Regions from separate parts of the Mus musculus genome. Here region 2 is linked to region 1. Evidence: chromatin contacts called from public promoter capture Hi-C data. All regions are on one chromosome and are shown on one strand. Each heading gives the region's core, a stretch centred on a gene start, on an enhancer-like site or on the middle of the called end of the contact. The rest is flanking DNA. Distances are from core to core; before and after follow the strand shown.

Evidence for each region. Promoter capture Hi-C pulls out the DNA fragments that hold promoters and counts their contacts.
Region 2: a contact with region 1 is called in a promoter capture Hi-C map of pre-B cells, with 9 times the contacts expected there. The contact joins the promoter of Gatb here to the promoter of Map9 in region 1. A contact is called at or near these places in 1 of 39 promoter capture datasets (pre-B cells) and 2 of 484 Hi-C or Micro-C datasets (CD4 T cells and pre-B cells).

The regions. Positions count from the first base shown.
Region 1 is chr3:82,356,000-82,360,630 of GRCm38.p6, forward strand. Map9 (microtubule-associated protein 9) reads left to right here and starts at 2,073. Exons shown (of 14, transcript NM_001081230.1): 1 at 2,073-2,256; 2 at 2,976-3,125; 3 at 3,891-3,975. The coding sequence starts at 3,051.
Region 2 is chr3:85,571,457-85,576,087 of GRCm38.p6, forward strand. It overlaps Gatb (glutamyl-tRNA(Gln) amidotransferase, subunit B), which reads left to right and starts at 2,673. Exons shown (of 13, transcript NM_144896.4): 1 at 2,673-2,863; 2 at 4,408-4,558. The coding sequence starts at 2,688. Gm46809 (a long non-coding RNA gene) reads left to right here and starts at 4,565. Exons shown (of 2, transcript XR_001783869.2): 1 at 4,565-4,631. It also overlaps Gm3740.

The DNA of each region.
Region 1 (4,631 bases), core at 823-3,322:
TTAAGTTTTTCCCACATACAGAAAAAAATACACTTAAGTCACCACAGATCACTACAATGAGGTGGCTTTCCTTGTGACTCTGATGTTCCCCTTTGTGAGTCTCTCCCTGGCCACAGTGCCTTCCCCCCACAATTCTGCAACTTGTATCTGAACTCAGCCTTCAACCTGCAAGAGCTGTGGGGACTCATGTCTTACAGCATACCATCCAGTGCCCATAGACTGCTCCCATGATGATTGTGAGCACAGACCCTTGTTCCTTTAAACAATTTTTTCTGATCTCTAACCTGTACCACAAGCCACAGAACAACTAACTTTGTGCTAAGCGAGGATTAGGAACTGCTGAATAAAAGTCACATCTCAATTTCTTTGTGATATGAAAAGGGGTCTTCGTCTACCCTATATCCTGCCCAAACACATGCAGGCATGCACAGGTGCTCATGCAGGTGCACACATGCACACACACAAAGACACACACACACCAAAACCAAAAGGCAACCTGAAGAATCACTGACAGTAAATTATCTTGAGCACTAACTAAAAGCAGTTCCTGTGCTGAGCCACTCAAAACCATGGTTAGGTGGGTCCATATACTGGACTTCAGGTCCAGCCTTCTCTCCCATACTTAGTACTCAACTCAAACTCACATGTGTAACAACTGAATTGCTGCTAGAAAGAATTCTCTTTAGAGCCTCTCACTTTGTGCTTGTGGCAAACAACCATCCGAAACCCATTCCCATTGTGTGCAACCCGGCCCTATTGGTAGCTGGGAACTCAGTGTTCTCTATCATTGATGTTGTTGTAAGTTTATTTTTGTAAGTCATGCCTACATTAAAGTTATATCAGTTAAATGAATACCAAATGAATAGAGCCCTTACACATTATCTAAAAATTAGTTCTTCCCATTTGGGTACCCGCCGTGGGTACAGGGCCTTTATCAGAATCATAGATGTTAATAAAATGTAGGATAGAAAAGCTAACAGTAACTGGTGAAAATAGAAAATCTTTTCCTTATGCAGATATTCACTTAAAAATAGTTAAAAACAACATAATTAGCCAAAACAAATTTACCAACCAAGAACAAGTTGAAAAACTTAAACTAGGCTTTTTAAAGGAGTTATTGCAAATATTACTTAGAAACCTTTTTCTCACTGAACTTCATATTTGTTTTTGTGTATTTAAAGATCTATTTGTCAGGGTTATTTTTTAAAAGAAACATTGTGGAGATACAGAAACAAGTTTAGTCACTTGTTAATGAATTGATTTCGACATACCTTTTTCAAGTTAAAAATAGATGAAGTCTGTGTAACTTTAAAAGTTTAAGTGTTTTGTGTATTAATAAATTATTAAATGGCAAAGATAGTGATACTGTCAGCAGTACTTTTTCCAGCCTTCTCCCCTGTGTTTTATTTGCTGACTTCTTTTTAACCAGATTATCTACTAAATATAGAAAGGGTAAACTTTTCACCAAAGATGTAAAACAGGCTCTGGGCTGTGTGTGCTTATGGGATACTTTAGCACACACACCCCTACCCCTACTCTCTGCCTCCTCCTCCTCCGCCCCCCCCCCCCCAACTGCATTACTTACAAGAAACGCTCCTATGTAATATTAACTGAATGCGATTCTAAACATTTCCCAATATTTCGCTATATATTGTATTCGGTATTCACTGCAATCCTTTAAGGAGACAGTCTTATTAGTTTCTTATCAAATCATAGAGATCTTATTTTGCATATTCCAAGAATCAAACGTGCAGTTTAACTCCGACGATTGCAAACGTCACTACTACGTCGTTCTGTTGAGTCCGCTGACACTGCACTGACTCACGCATTCCACGTTCTAACTAGCAAAAGGAAGCTTTGCATCGTGGTCACGCAATACCTGCCTATAAACAAGGACTCTGAGCAGGGGCAATCAAGGTTCCTTGTGGCGTGATGGCAGAGGGCCGGTCTTGTTTCCTAGGTAACAGCCATTGCACACAAGCTGATAGGGCACCGCGCTCCCAACACCTCCACCAGTGATGTCACTTCCTTGGTCTGTGCGGTTGTCCCAGCGACGCCGGCGGAAAGGCGGTGTTGGGTACCCAAGAGACCAGGCGGTTGGAAGTCACTTCCTCCCGGGGACGCTGTTGCCTAGCAACCGCCTTCTGCCTCCATCTTTTGCCCCGCCTCCAGGTTATTCCAATACCTGGTTTCCCAGACCGCGAGGCCCGGGCCGGGGGCGACACCTGTGCTAGAGCATAGCCGCTGGGTTCTCAGGTGGTCACAGGGGCCCGGGTGCACGGGGAGCGGGGTGGATGCAGGAGGCGCGGGCCGTGGTACGTGGAGGAACGGAGGGGACCGTGCTGGGTGTGCGGGGCCCTGGCGCGTGCTGGGCCGGGAGCCGCGCGGAGCTGGGATGCGGACGCCGCCTGGCCAGCCCGGGGAGCTCTGGGCGGTGGCCGGCGATCCAAATGGGCCTCCGACGTCGCGCGCTGGAAGCCTGATGTGCTGCAACTTAGTGTGGAGATGTGTGTGTAACAGCAAACGAATGGTTTGGGAAAATGTCGCTGCTGCTTGTGGTTAAGCATCGTTTTGAATACTGTTATGTGCAAGCCATTTCCGGGGCTGGGAACCTTGACAGTCCTCTTGGTTGCAGCTTGAACTAAGTCGTGGTGGCGTCCGCAATGCTGTGTGTTTTTAATAATGGAAAGTGAAATTGTTTGGCAACATTTTGTTATTATGTAGTTCATTCATCCTTCTAGTGGATGTAGAACAGTAATAACTTCCTCATGGATTTTCTTTTCGTGAAAACCAATTTGTTGTGAAATTTTTATGTACTTAACATAAAACGCTCTTAACGTTTTTAGGTGAATATATTGTACAATGATTAGAGCGATTTCTCTTTGGAGCGGGGTTGTGGGGCACTAATCCCAGGAACAGTGTCTTGATCATGTAAAAACGTCTAATTCTTTAAAATATTTATATGTATATTTCAGCCACCATCAGAGGTTGAATGAATTATTTCAGTAATTTATTAACTGTTGTATAAAAGCAGAGAAAAAGGACACACCATGTCCGATGAAATCTTCAGCACAACTTTGGCGTACACCAAGAGTCCAAAGGCTACCAAGAGAACTTCCTTTCAGGTAAAACGCTGCAAAGCATTTGGTTTTGATTATGCTGCTGCCTAGCCCTTGCTGGTTCTCACAAGATCTGGCATGACGTGGGAGGAGTTCTTGCTTCACTGTTAGTGTGTTGTAGGTCATCTGTCAACTTTGGGCTCCAGTATTGAAACACCCCTCTCTGTAGGATCCTGTCTTCAATATTTGGTTTCTAAGTTGCAAGCCAAAGAGCGACTTCAGAGCTTGGCTCTCTTTAGATTTTGGTTTTCTGTCGTAAGCGTCACAAGGTCTGACTGTGCCAATGCTGCATCCAACTCTTGTTCCCGTGTTTATCACATTATGCCCATCTCTGTAATACACTTCAAGGACCAGTTTGAGGCTGAGGGTCTGCCTCAGTGGTAGGCTATCAAAGTAGCCTGTCATGCTTGTCAAACCTAAGCACTTCCCTCCCTCAAAATGTAGGCATCTGTAACAGAATGTCAGTTTCTAGTAAATCCAATTAAATTGATGCCCCTATCATTCATTAGCATTTAGCGAAGATTGTAACCTGCAATTAATCTATCTAATACTAGTAGTCACTTCCTATTTATTTACCAGTCCCGAGGAAATGGCTCAATTCTGCGCTGAGTCTGATGACGTGGGTACGTTGTACAGCGTAGGCTTAGAGTAAAGTTGGGTGAATGAACTTAAATGTGAATGTAGAATAACCGAGTATAGTTGTTTTAAGATCTAAGTACGAGACATCCCTGCTTGAATGGGAATTGATGTTAGTTACTGATCTCGTTGCAGGATGAGCTGATCAGAGCCATTACAGCCCGGTCAGCCAGGCAGAGAAGTTCCGAATACTCCGATGACTTTGACAGTGACGAGATTGGTATGTAAGTGAATAGACAAATGAGCCAGGGTCCTGTGTTTTGCTGTCTTAGTTGCATTTCACCTATCCCATAACCTCTCATGATGGATGCCTGTGAATTCACTAGCTTCAGAATTCTATGTGTGCAGTGAGTTAGGAAGCCACTCTTAATTTTCAAGGAGATCACAAATTATCTCTACTTATTTCTGAATGTAAATTTAAAACTATTACTAGGTCTATAGTAAAATGCTACCTTAGGACTAAGCTGTCTTTGGAAGTAGTTTCATCTTTAAGTTCAACTTTAAGAATTCTATATCTGTAATTGCAACCGGGGTTCACAGGGTTAAACAGTGGTGCTTATGTAATGCTTTTGTGACACAGACCAGATCTGGGGCTGTAATAGAGGGTATAGTAACTGATTTTCTGTTGCTGGTGTAAAACATCATGAGCAAAAGTGACTTAGAAAAAGAGTTCATTTCGGTCTACAGTTCAAAATGATGTGAGCGAGGTGCCTTCAACGGCAGACACACAGAGCAGAAAGAGACCTGGAATGATGTCAAGGCTGTGACAAAGCCCACTCCCAGAGAAGTACTTCATCCACAAGCCAGTCCCTCCTCACCAAACAGTGCCATCACGTGGGGACTAGGTAGTCAAGTTCCTGAGCCTACGGGAAACAT
Region 2 (4,631 bases), core at 1,423-3,922, 3.2 Mb after region 1:
GTGGAGGCCTTTGAAGACTGAGAGCATGTGATTGCACAATACTGCTTTAGAAATCAGTCTGGGTTTCCACTGCAGCGCACTTTGTACAAAAAGTAGGCTATTCTTTGGGTGTCCTCACATTCTCTACAGTGATTTCTGAACCTCTTTCAATACTCCCAGTGAGGTAGTGAAGTGTCTCATAACTATGTTCCAGCGTGAGGTAAAGTCTTTCTTTCCTCCTCTTTAGCCCTATTAAAGGTGAAGCCACGTTGCATTCCCAAACAGTTTTACTGACCAGAAACCCACTCGAGGAGTTAAGGGAGAAGAAAAAGGAAACCCATATATAGCTAATGTAGGAAACATGGGGACTCACAAGAAAGACACCCATATATCAAGGACCCAAAGAATGAAAGGAGCTAATTAGAGATACATTTTGAAACGTTTTCACCTTTGTGTTCCATGCACTTTCATTTTCTTCTTTAGTTATATGAAAGTAAAATTCAGATTACTCATGGGAAGTAGATAAAAAAGAAAAAATATAGAATAAGTAAATGTCAATCAAGTTTTAAAAATTATTTTTAAATGTATGTATGAGAGAGACATGGTTAGGGGAGTGCTGTGTGTGGTGTCTGCAGAAAGCTGACGATGGTGCCAGCTCTTCTGGAGTTGGAGTTACAGGCTGTTGTGACTCTGGACATGAGTGCTGGCCAACAAACTCAGGTCCTCTGGAAGAATAGAAAGTGCTCTTAACCACTGAATTATCTCTCCAGCCCAGGTTATTTTTCCAAATGGAGTGACCATATTATAAAATGCCAAAATGTTTTCTAAATATTAATGGAAACAGATCCTAAATTGTAGCTGTCTTATCTGTAGGTTAGTGATCGATAACTGCAACACATCAGTGTGGAATATAGAGAGTACACATCTATTCTTTCTCTATAATTGGGCATCAGTGACTTCCACTGGATTGCTCCTCTTGGAAATCTCCAAGGCAACCAAGCACCTAAGTTCACACAGAGAATAGGTTCCTTTTCTGGCTTCCTTACCATACACTACACACATAAGTCAGAACTGTTGGGCCCCATTTTGGCCCTGGTTTGGGCCTTGAGGACAAACTCGAATCTGGCTCGAGTTTCTGCGGCCTTGTGGGAGAGCCTAAGCCTGGCTCAAGTTTTGAGACCTGTCTCAGTCACTTCCATATTGGGGTGACTCAGCAAGACCTGTTTGGCCCTGCCTCTGCCCTGTCGTTGCTGATGTAGAGCTTTGCCATTGACCCTGTCAGTCACTACGCCATCTTACCCCACCAAAACCCGCCTCCCTATGTTCCAAACTTATATAAGCAAGAGGCTGACTCCATAAAGTTGAGTTCCTGCTTCAACAAGACTCCCAACTCTGTGTGTTTCTTTTGGGCCGTTGACACTCGCCATCCTGCTCAGCCCTGGAGAGACCCCAGAGGGACAGGGACCTCTCTCCTCTGTCCTGGACCTGTCAGCAAGGAGCAGGTACAGAACCTCCAACTCTCGATCAGGTCCCTCAATCTCACCTTGCACATCTCCCAGAAACATATGTTTTACTTTACCCTTCACCACTACCCCAATCTGTTATTGCGTTTCTAAAGAACATACCCTCTCAACAGCCCCCATTTGTCAAATACATTCACTGCACTGTACTACTTCATATATTCTTGAGGCGCCTACTCTGTACTCTGGAAATACTATGGTAAATACCAGACAAGGATCCATTGAAATCAAAGATAGCTGTTAAGACTATGTTGACAATTAAAATCAGGCAATGAAAGTAAGAACTATTGTAGACTAAGTTTTCAAATAAAAAAAAAAATCACCTGGAATTTCAACAAGGGATATGAAAGGCTCTGCTTGGTTTTGCCTTCCTGAGGGTGGGACCTAGCATCTCTACATGGTAGGCAAATGCTGTACCACTGAGGGATATGCCCAGTCCAAGATGAGTTCTGAAGTCAAACAACAAAAGAAATCCATTGAGGTGATGTCTTTTTTTCTATCAAAGCTTTCTAACACAAGAAATTGTTTCAGATGTTGGCTAAGAAAAATAGTAAGTAAAAAGCACATAAAAGTTTAAAAATTTTTTTCGGACATGAAAACAATTTTTAAAACGTTTTTCTGTATGGTTCCTCTCCCTAAAATGTCAATTCTTTAAAATATAACATCCCCAAAGTCTTTCTTTCTAGCATATCAATGCTGCCTTATTATTGAACTAGGTATATATAGCAGGCATGCAAATAAGTATCAGTTGAAATAATGCACAAATTTGTGTGCGAGGTGTGCGAGCAAGACAGAAAAAATAAAAGCGTTGGAGGGTCCAGGAAGCCTTTGTGGTAATGTTAGGGTCATTTGTTTCAACTCACGGGCTTAAGCTGAGTATAAAATCCTTGGTGAGGCTTCCTTGCTTGGCGCTCCCTCAAAGAGCTGTCAAAGTACACACAAGCTCTACCGCCACAAAGCTCTCCAACTCCCCGCTAGGAGGAGTCACACAGGACCCACCAACCTTCCCACTTCTTTGGTTCCGCCCCTCCCTAACAAAGTTCCGGCAGCCTTTGAATTGGGTTGCTGGGAACAGTAGTCTTCCGGTCAAGAGCTACACGGGTTGTGGCGCATTGCCAGAACTACGCTTCCCAGGGAGCCTCGCGGCAGAGGGAGGGTGGGTCACCTGACCGGGACTTCGGCGACGCTATGGCGGCGCCCATGCTGCGCTTGGGTTTCCCTGGAAGACGCTGGGCTTTAACATGGCTAGATGGCGGTTCCCGCCACCGAAGTGGCTCTCAGACTGGGCCCACATCCAACTGGGCTAGGAGACAGAGTTCAGTGGCTCAGCCTTCCCTCCACACGGCTCAGAAGCCGAGGAAAGGGTATATCTTCTTCGTACTTTTGCCTGTCTCGTGGAAGTGCAGAACGAAGATAATGGCCCCGGCAGCCCAGCCTGAGGGTTTTAGTGTGCTGGAGGGTGGTCACCTGTGTTATGGGCAACTGAACCTAAATGAAAACACAAAACCAGGCCTGCCACCTTCAGCCTCACACTTAAAACTTCTGTCTTAAAGTAGGCATATTTGGACAACGTGCGAATGTAAAATAGCGTTTCCTCCAGTCGTCTTCTCAGACAGAAGACTGGAATACTTTGCCCTACTAACTCGTGTGGGGTCTGCGACACTAGACTCTGGCTCGTATGTAGCGGGCATTTGGCGTCACTACAGGCTAGCAATAATTTAAAGACAGAAAATAGCCGTTGTACAAAGCCCCAGATAGGAGAGGTCTTATTAGTCAGAAAGCACTAGCTATCTGTGGTTTTATTGTGGGCATATTTGTCTAGACCCCAGGAGGATGTTAGTCGACTGACGAAATCTTTCCCCGATTATATAAAGAATTGCTTATGTTGTACAGCAGTTAGTTGCTTCCGTGTACATGATTTAAAGCTTCTTTTAAAATACAGCAACAAGGCAATTTTTAAAAAAGTTTTGTTTTGTTGAGGTTGGCATTCTTTTTAGCATTTCAGTGAAGAAGAGAAGAAAAATGTCCAAAATCATCACCTTTCTATTCTCTTCATAAACTAGACTATTTTCTTTCCACGAAATGAAACTGCAGAAATACTTCGATTAGCAATTAGAACATGCAGAATTTCTGAATTTCTTAGTTTATTTCCTCTCTCTTGAAAGCTTTATTATCAAATTTTAGAAAGAAGGAATTAATCTTTTCTCATTCCTTCATCTGTTGAACTGCTTAAAACAAAACTGAATGCACATGAATTAAAATCTGACTAATATAGAAAATGTCTAGGGAGAAGTGAAGACTAGGAACATACATAGGAATAGAGAATTTAATTCCCCAAAGAGAGTGGAGTACTGGCTCACCAGAGTAGGGCTGTTCAGATAAGAGACAGTATATCACTGTAAGCATTTACAAAGATTTGCTAGCAGTGAAGTATGAACAAATGAAAAAAATTTAAGTTTAGATCTCAAGAACTGGATGGGACTTGGTGGATGAAAACAAAGTTTCCTCTAATGGTTTTCTGTTCTTTTTCACGGGTTTTAAGGAATACCATATTGTGGTAGTCTATGGTATCTGATCCTGCTTCTGTAGCTACAAGCTCTTAACAATGAACTCAAAATATGGGCGATAATTTATTCTTTAGCCATCATTTCTCTAGAACTAGAATCCTGGCATTTGTATTAAACCCAAATAATGATAAGATAAGCTTTTATTATTTACTGAGTCATTTACTTAGTGTTTATTAACTAATAAGGTACATTTAGTTTATTCACCAATAAAATGACACATTTTAAAATATAAGCATATAAAATTTTAATTTAAAACACAAGATTATAATTGGAAATATAGGTTTATAAGAATTTATATTTAGCGACAAATGTAACGTTTTAACCATTTTCCTTCCCTTTAGTGAACACAAATGGGCAGCTGTAGTAGGACTGGAAATTCATGCACAGATTTCCTCCAACTCTAAACTCTTCTCTGGAGCTCAAGTGTGCTTTGCAGCACCTCCAAATTCTCTGGTTTCTTATTTTGATGCATCTCTGCCTGGAACATTACCGGTAAGGTGTTTTATACTGTCTGTTTACATTAGAAAATGTTTATGTCATAGTGAATATAGATAAGGAACTACTT